Regions from separate parts of the Oryctolagus cuniculus genome. Here region 1 is linked to region 2. A link is a contact called in public Micro-C data. All regions are on one chromosome and are shown on one strand. Each heading gives the region's core, a stretch centred on a gene start, on an enhancer-like site or on the middle of the called end of the contact. The rest is flanking DNA. Distances are from core to core; before and after follow the strand shown.

Region 1 (3,071 bases), core at 413-2,912, 210 kb before region 2:
CAGAGGGGAGAGCATGCTCTGTCTCCCTTGGCTCAACAAAGCCCCGCTGGGCAGGAGCACAGAGATTTGAAAGGAAAGCAAAGTTGGTGAGCTCCGAGAAGGGACCTCGGGTCTGCCCCCACACCTCATCTTCTGCTAACCACAGCTGAGCTCAGAGGAAGAGACAACACAAAGCCCACATGTGTTTGGAGACCCTGCGCAGACTATGCGCCCGCTCCGGGTGGGGTGGAAGAGCCGCGGGACTCTCCAGCTCCCTGTGTCCTGCTGGACAGGAGTAGAAGGAAAATCTGGTGGAGGCAGATGGTCCTGCAGGAGTCCCACAGAGTTACTAAAGCCACAGAGCGAGGTGGAGCAGCCCAGTGATGCCAGGAATGCAAGATGAGCCTGGAGCAGAGTTTCCCACGGTGCAGCTGGTGAGGAAGTATTAGGGGGAGCAGTAACATGCAGGGCGTGGTGTGCGCAAGGCATTGCGAAGCAAGGGACCGGAAGCCTGGCCGGCGGAAACCAGGTCGAGTACACAGGGACTTCCCAGGGACGTGGGTGTGTCCGCAAGGATACTGGTTTAATTGCTTTCAAACAGACCAAAATGGCAGAGCCCCAGACAAGACCGAAGGCTCGTGTCTGTCTCACACAAGTTCAAGTGGCAGCAGGTGCAAGCAGCCCGGAGCTGCTCGGCTGCCACGAGATCACCCAGGAGCCAGGATCTTTCTCTCTTGCCCTTTGCCACCCCGCAGAAGGCTGCCCTCCCTCACACCCTCACAGAATGAGCCGGCTCAGCATCGCCACACCCTCATTTCAGCCTGGGAGAAAGAGAGGAAGTAATGTGGGGAACTGGGGGCCAGGAGATGCCACAGGAGATGCTGCCCCAGGAGTGGACTCACCACTCCTACGCCCCACCGGCAGGCAGCCCTGACACACATGTCCACACCTGGCTCTCAACAGCCTGGGAAGTGTAGACAGGAGAGTCAACCTGGATAGAAGCATGGGGCCAGAGGGGTCGTGTCCCAACACCTGGATCCTACCCACACCCCTTGATTCTTAGATGCAACTCTAGGCAGATGGGGGAGGGGATTGAAATTGAGCAAAGTTGAGTTTCTTCTACTGAATGGAGCAGAGGCATAAAATAGAAATTAAATTTGGCTATCAAAAAAAGGGAAGAAAGTTCCGTACATCTTGGTTTGTGGACTGACATTTAAAACAGCTGCTCTGAATTGCTATTGCCGCATATGCTTGAAAAAATATATACCTGTAGATCCTTACAAAACCCGAGGAACTTGGGTTATGCAACTGTTGTGATGTAGTAACAATTTAATAACGAAGGGACATCATGAGATAGGTTTTACATCTTTGATGTTCCAAATAGTCCCGTTACACTTATTCATTTTATCTCAAATTCCTGTCCACTTACTCCCAAACTCCTTTCCCCAGGTGGTTAAAACAGGTGTGGGTGCAAAACCAAGGGTAGTGACTGGCTGGGCCGGCCACAGCCTCTCCGAGGGAACAAAGGCTCCGCCCAGAGACCAGGCCGACACACAAGCCAATCAGACAGTCCCTCCCCAGGATCTGAACCAGAAATAGATTGGAGAGCCTGTGACAGAGCTAGCCAGAGAATGAAAAGCAAAAAAAGGCAGCGAATCAGGCCATGAGTCAGCAGCACAGCCGCCAGGCACCCTGAGCTGAATAAATGCAGGCTGTGCGAAAGGAGCCCTCGCCAGTACTGGGGCTGCAGACTCAAAGGAGAACTGGTGTCACTCCCTACACTTCCTGCCCTCCCTGGCAGTGGGGTTGGAGCCAAGTGTCCGGTTCCAGACAGTGAAAGGGGAGCAGGAGTATCAAGTAACACTTCCAAGTCAAGGTCCCAGAGCCAACGCTCCTGTCCCTTGTAAGGGACTGCAGTGTGGCAGCGTCCCAGAGTGGCGGAGGGCAGGAGCATCTCTAGGGACCGCATCGCCGTACGTGAGCGAGAAATCCTTTTTGTTGAAGACCCTTGAGATCCTCGAGCTGGCCTGCTGTGGCTGCTGGTGGCCAGTTATCCAACTACTACAGGAACAGAAGAGAGTCTAGTGATGACAATTGCATCTCTGCAATGTGTTGTTACAAAGAACCCCTAAGTGTGGAGCAGTGTTGACAGCTGGTGTTTCTGCTGACCAGGGCAGTGTCCGTCCCCCTAGAGCCCAGGCCAGCTCAGCCATCACCTGTCGCCCGACTTTTGGGGAATCCTATCTCTACCTGTCTCCTTCACCGTGTTCCCTAAGTGAAAGCTAGAACACAGGTATATTCTCAAATTCCAAGGCAGTGTAGGGAAAGAAACAATTTTTTTTTTCTTACATTATGCTAGTTGTATGGCTGAGGCTCCTCTAAGGAAAGACAGATTAGCCAGAGAAAGGCACACAAGTGTGTTTACTGCACATTGTACGTGATGAGGCAGCCTTCCAGAAAGGGAAACCTGTGGATCTGCGTGCTGTTTGAAGGAGTGGAGAGTTGGAAAGACGGGGTGTGAGGTGGTGGTAATGCATGGGCACGGGGCTGGAGTCTGGCCCTGTTTGTTTAGATTCCGCTGATCTGTGTCCCTGTGTGCCTTCCCTTGGGTGTAGGGTAGGTGTCCCGTGACCTGCTTCAGAGCAGGATCAGGCAACTCCCTTCTGACTACTTCAGGAGAGAAGGGAGGGGTGAGGTCAGGGAGTTCTTCCTCCTTCTGCCACCTTCTCCTGGCCAGGGTGCTGCCTGTCCTGAACCCCAGCACCAGAATCTGCCCAGGAACCGATCGAATCCATGAGACTTATCATCTGCGTTAGGCAAAAAGACAAAACAGCTCACCCACACGGGGAAGAGCATGAGGCAAAATCCACTAGAAAGGAGAAATAGAGAAACAATGTCTTTAAGTTGAAAAGATCAAGGAAAGAAAACTAAAAAGAGAATTTTTATCTAGCCATGTAATAGGAAATGATTTTATAGTTAGGTACTACTTCAATTATCTTATTCTGAAATTATGGAATTTTAACACAGGAACTTGTTTTATCTTAAAAAAATTACCTGTGATTGTACTTTACTTGAATAAATATAAGGCAAAT
Region 2 (2,799 bases), core at 224-2,723:
AGGCTACAAAAAACAATCTGAAAGCATCTGTGGCACGCTTTTATTTCTTTATTTTTAGTTTTACACAGATAAACGCAGGAAGCTTTGAGTCTTCAAAACTAGTTGGTCGTTCAATGGAGTGATGAATTTTGAATGCTACAGTGCTCATCAGTTGGGCTACTAAAGGGATTCCCAACAAAAACCCAACCTCAGAGAATTTACCTCCTTTTTCCTCGTTAAAAACGAAATAAGCAATCTGGAAATGCTGTATTTTCCCTAAATTCTAAAGCGAATCTGAGAAGCCCACGGCCTCACATAAACATTTCATAAAGGTGCTGATCGTGAATAATGAATGGATTCAGGGGCCCTGGCTGTGACTACGTCATCGTTGTTTACTCGGGGACTTTTATTTTTTTTTTCTTTTTTGGGGGGAGGGGTTACATGGGAAGGAGGGAATCAGTTTAAGTTATATTCATATACCTTTACTGAGTAAACGCCACAATCCAACGGACACGAAGAATTTGCTGGTGAAAGCACAATGAAATGAAGCGATAATCTGAACAAAGGCAACAGGCACCTGCCGTCTCTCAATCCCTGAGCAAATATTTCCGCCAAGACGGGGGCAATTTGGGGATGTGGGCGAGCAGGCGGGCGTCACCTTTTTAATAGCAGCCGCCTTTCTCGGTAAGCTGTAAACCTGGCAACAACTGGGACCCTTCCAAAGGATCCCGAGCTGGGAGCGGTCTCAGGTTTTCAGACAAATCTCTCCTCCTACCACACGTGACCCAATGGCAATCAGCCGCCGCGAGAGACACCGCAACGCATCAGCCGCGGGATACAAAGGCTTCGGCGCCGCCGCCGCCGCATCCCCGGGAGGATCGCCGAGCCTCCCGCGCTCGGCGTCAGCGGAGTTTGCGCAGGTCGCCGCCACGAGGCGCGCCACTCCCGGGCCCACAGGGCGGTGCCGCGCAGCGCGGGGAACGGGAGCAGGGGGCGCGCGCCGCCTGCCCTGTGCGCCTGCCCACCCAGCGCCGCCGGAGCAGGGGCGCCGAGTCGCACGCAGCCGAGCAGGGCCGCGCCGCACCGCGCCGTGCCGCAGCCGCAGCCGCCACCACTGGACCCTCGTCCGCCGCACGGAGCCCCGCAGCGACGTGGACCAGGGTGAGGAAGCCGAGGGCCCCCAGCTCCCGGGTGTGGGCCCAAGGCCGGGCCACCCCACCCCCGCCCAGGCCCGGGCCTTCCTTTTCTCCGGGCCCCTGCCCCGCTCCACAGCTCCTCCGGGCCTCAGCGCGGGCAGCGGGGCGTCGTGAGCGGCACTTACACCACGGCTCTGGAGATCATCCAGGACACCATCTTCCTGGGGGGCTTGGGCCCCACCTCCGGGGCGGGTGGGCACTGAGCGCGGCTGACCAGGCCGCCAACGGCAGGCCGCGCGCTCGCCGGCTCCTCGCGCTCCCCGGGGCCGCGCTGGCGCCCTCGGGAGCCGGGCCCGGTGTCTGCGCGCGGCGGCCCGAGCTGCGCGGCGGTGGGTCCCCCGCCCGTCCCCGCCCGCCGTCCGAGCCGCGGCGGAGCCGACCGGCCCCGCCCCTGCGCTCCGCTGATAGGCGGTGGCGGCGGCGGCGCGTTGGTCCCGGCCGGGGGCAGGCGGCCGGGCTCCGGGGGCTGGACCGGCGGGGACCCCGGTCGGCGCCACGCGGCCGCGACCCACACCCCTGCGCTCCGGCCTCCCTTGCCGGCCTCCTTCGAGACGCCCACCTGGCGTGAAGAGAGAGTGTGTGGGGGTGTTGGAGGCTGGGGAAGGGGACTCGGGGGTCGGGGTCGTCATTGCGCGTGTGAAAGATAAAACTGCAGAAACTCTGTGTGGGATAGAAACCTCCAGACCAGGCCCTGGATTCTGGAGAGCCGAGAGTTTGAGGCGTGCTCGCCCACATCCGGTCCCTGCGCTGTTTACGAAGGCCCAGTACCGAGGGCATCTTCACAGTACGGCATTTTTCAGGGAAACGTTTGCAGGGCCTACTTGCACAGGCCTCGGGTATACCTCGAGCCTCCCCGTGCATGGTGCAATGCAGGGATGGATGGAGGAAGAGAGTGTTGGATTTCGTGTTTGCAGTTAGCGTGTCGGGGCGTCTGGGGCCACCTTTCCATCAGAGCATCTGCACAGCTTGTTTTTCTGACGCAAATCTCCAGTATTCCTTGAGCCAGATAATTCAAGGTAAAAAAGCTGGGCCAGGTATTCCTGACTTTTACTGATGCTTACAACTGTATTTTTGGGGAGGTTGCGTTGCCGCTTTACACCTTGTAGTTCCTGTAAATGTCGTCTTAGGAGCAGAATTTTAATTTTGGCTACAGGACCAAATTAAGAAACCTGATCCCGAAGTTTAGCTCTTTTTTTTTTTTTTTCTGATTAAAAGGTAATTAAAGGTAATTCTGGTATTCAGATGGTGTGAAGAATAAAGGGTAAAATGTAGGCTTGGAGCCTTTAATTTTATCTTTAATTAAAGTCCTAGAAAATATGATGGTTTACTTTGTGACCATACTGTAATTTATTCTTTTTGTTCCTCAGTTTCTCCATAGTAAAAAGAGACTAATAATACTGTTGGCTGCTGCTTGCCTTTCGGGGTGTGGGGAGGCATTGCTAAATAACATGTTCAGGAAGTGCTCTGATTTGCTTGGAAGAAAATCAAGGGACACAGACTCCTAGGTTATTCTGAGTTCTTTTCAGTTCCCAGAGTCAATAAATTTAGTAAAATTTTGATTAAAGAAACGCGTTTAGAAGCTGCTTTTTGCTCTTGGGTTAGGTTCTTTTTGCTTATTTATTGT

The links. Hi-C and Micro-C count contacts between places; a contact is called where the count stands out from the background.
Region 1: a contact with region 2 is called in a Micro-C map of ear pinna, with 3 times the contacts expected there. The contact joins the enhancer-like site here to the promoter of REEP3 in region 2. A contact is called at or near these places in 3 of 6 Hi-C or Micro-C datasets (ear pinna, psoas muscle and an unstated tissue).

The regions. Positions count from the first base shown.
Region 1 is chr15:56,031,887-56,034,957 of mOryCun1.1, reverse strand. The region is part of intron 4 of LOC138845369 (a long non-coding RNA gene); the gene reads right to left. Among named protein-coding and RNA genes, the nearest start is that of JMJD1C, 190 kb to the right of the region's middle. Within about 2 kb of position 1,662, at least 8 of the 8 cell types and tissues checked have an H3K27ac peak or open chromatin away from gene starts, as enhancers often do. A contact at or near this core is called in ear pinna, where this site is marked.
Region 2 is chr15:55,823,801-55,826,599 of mOryCun1.1, reverse strand. It overlaps REEP3 (receptor accessory protein 3), which reads right to left and starts at 1,473. Exons shown (of 8, transcript XM_008270080.4): 1 at 1,301-1,473. The coding sequence starts at 1,332. It overlaps JMJD1C (jumonji domain containing 1C), which reads left to right. Exons shown (of 27, transcript XM_051823261.2): 1 at 1-1,140. The coding sequence starts at 768.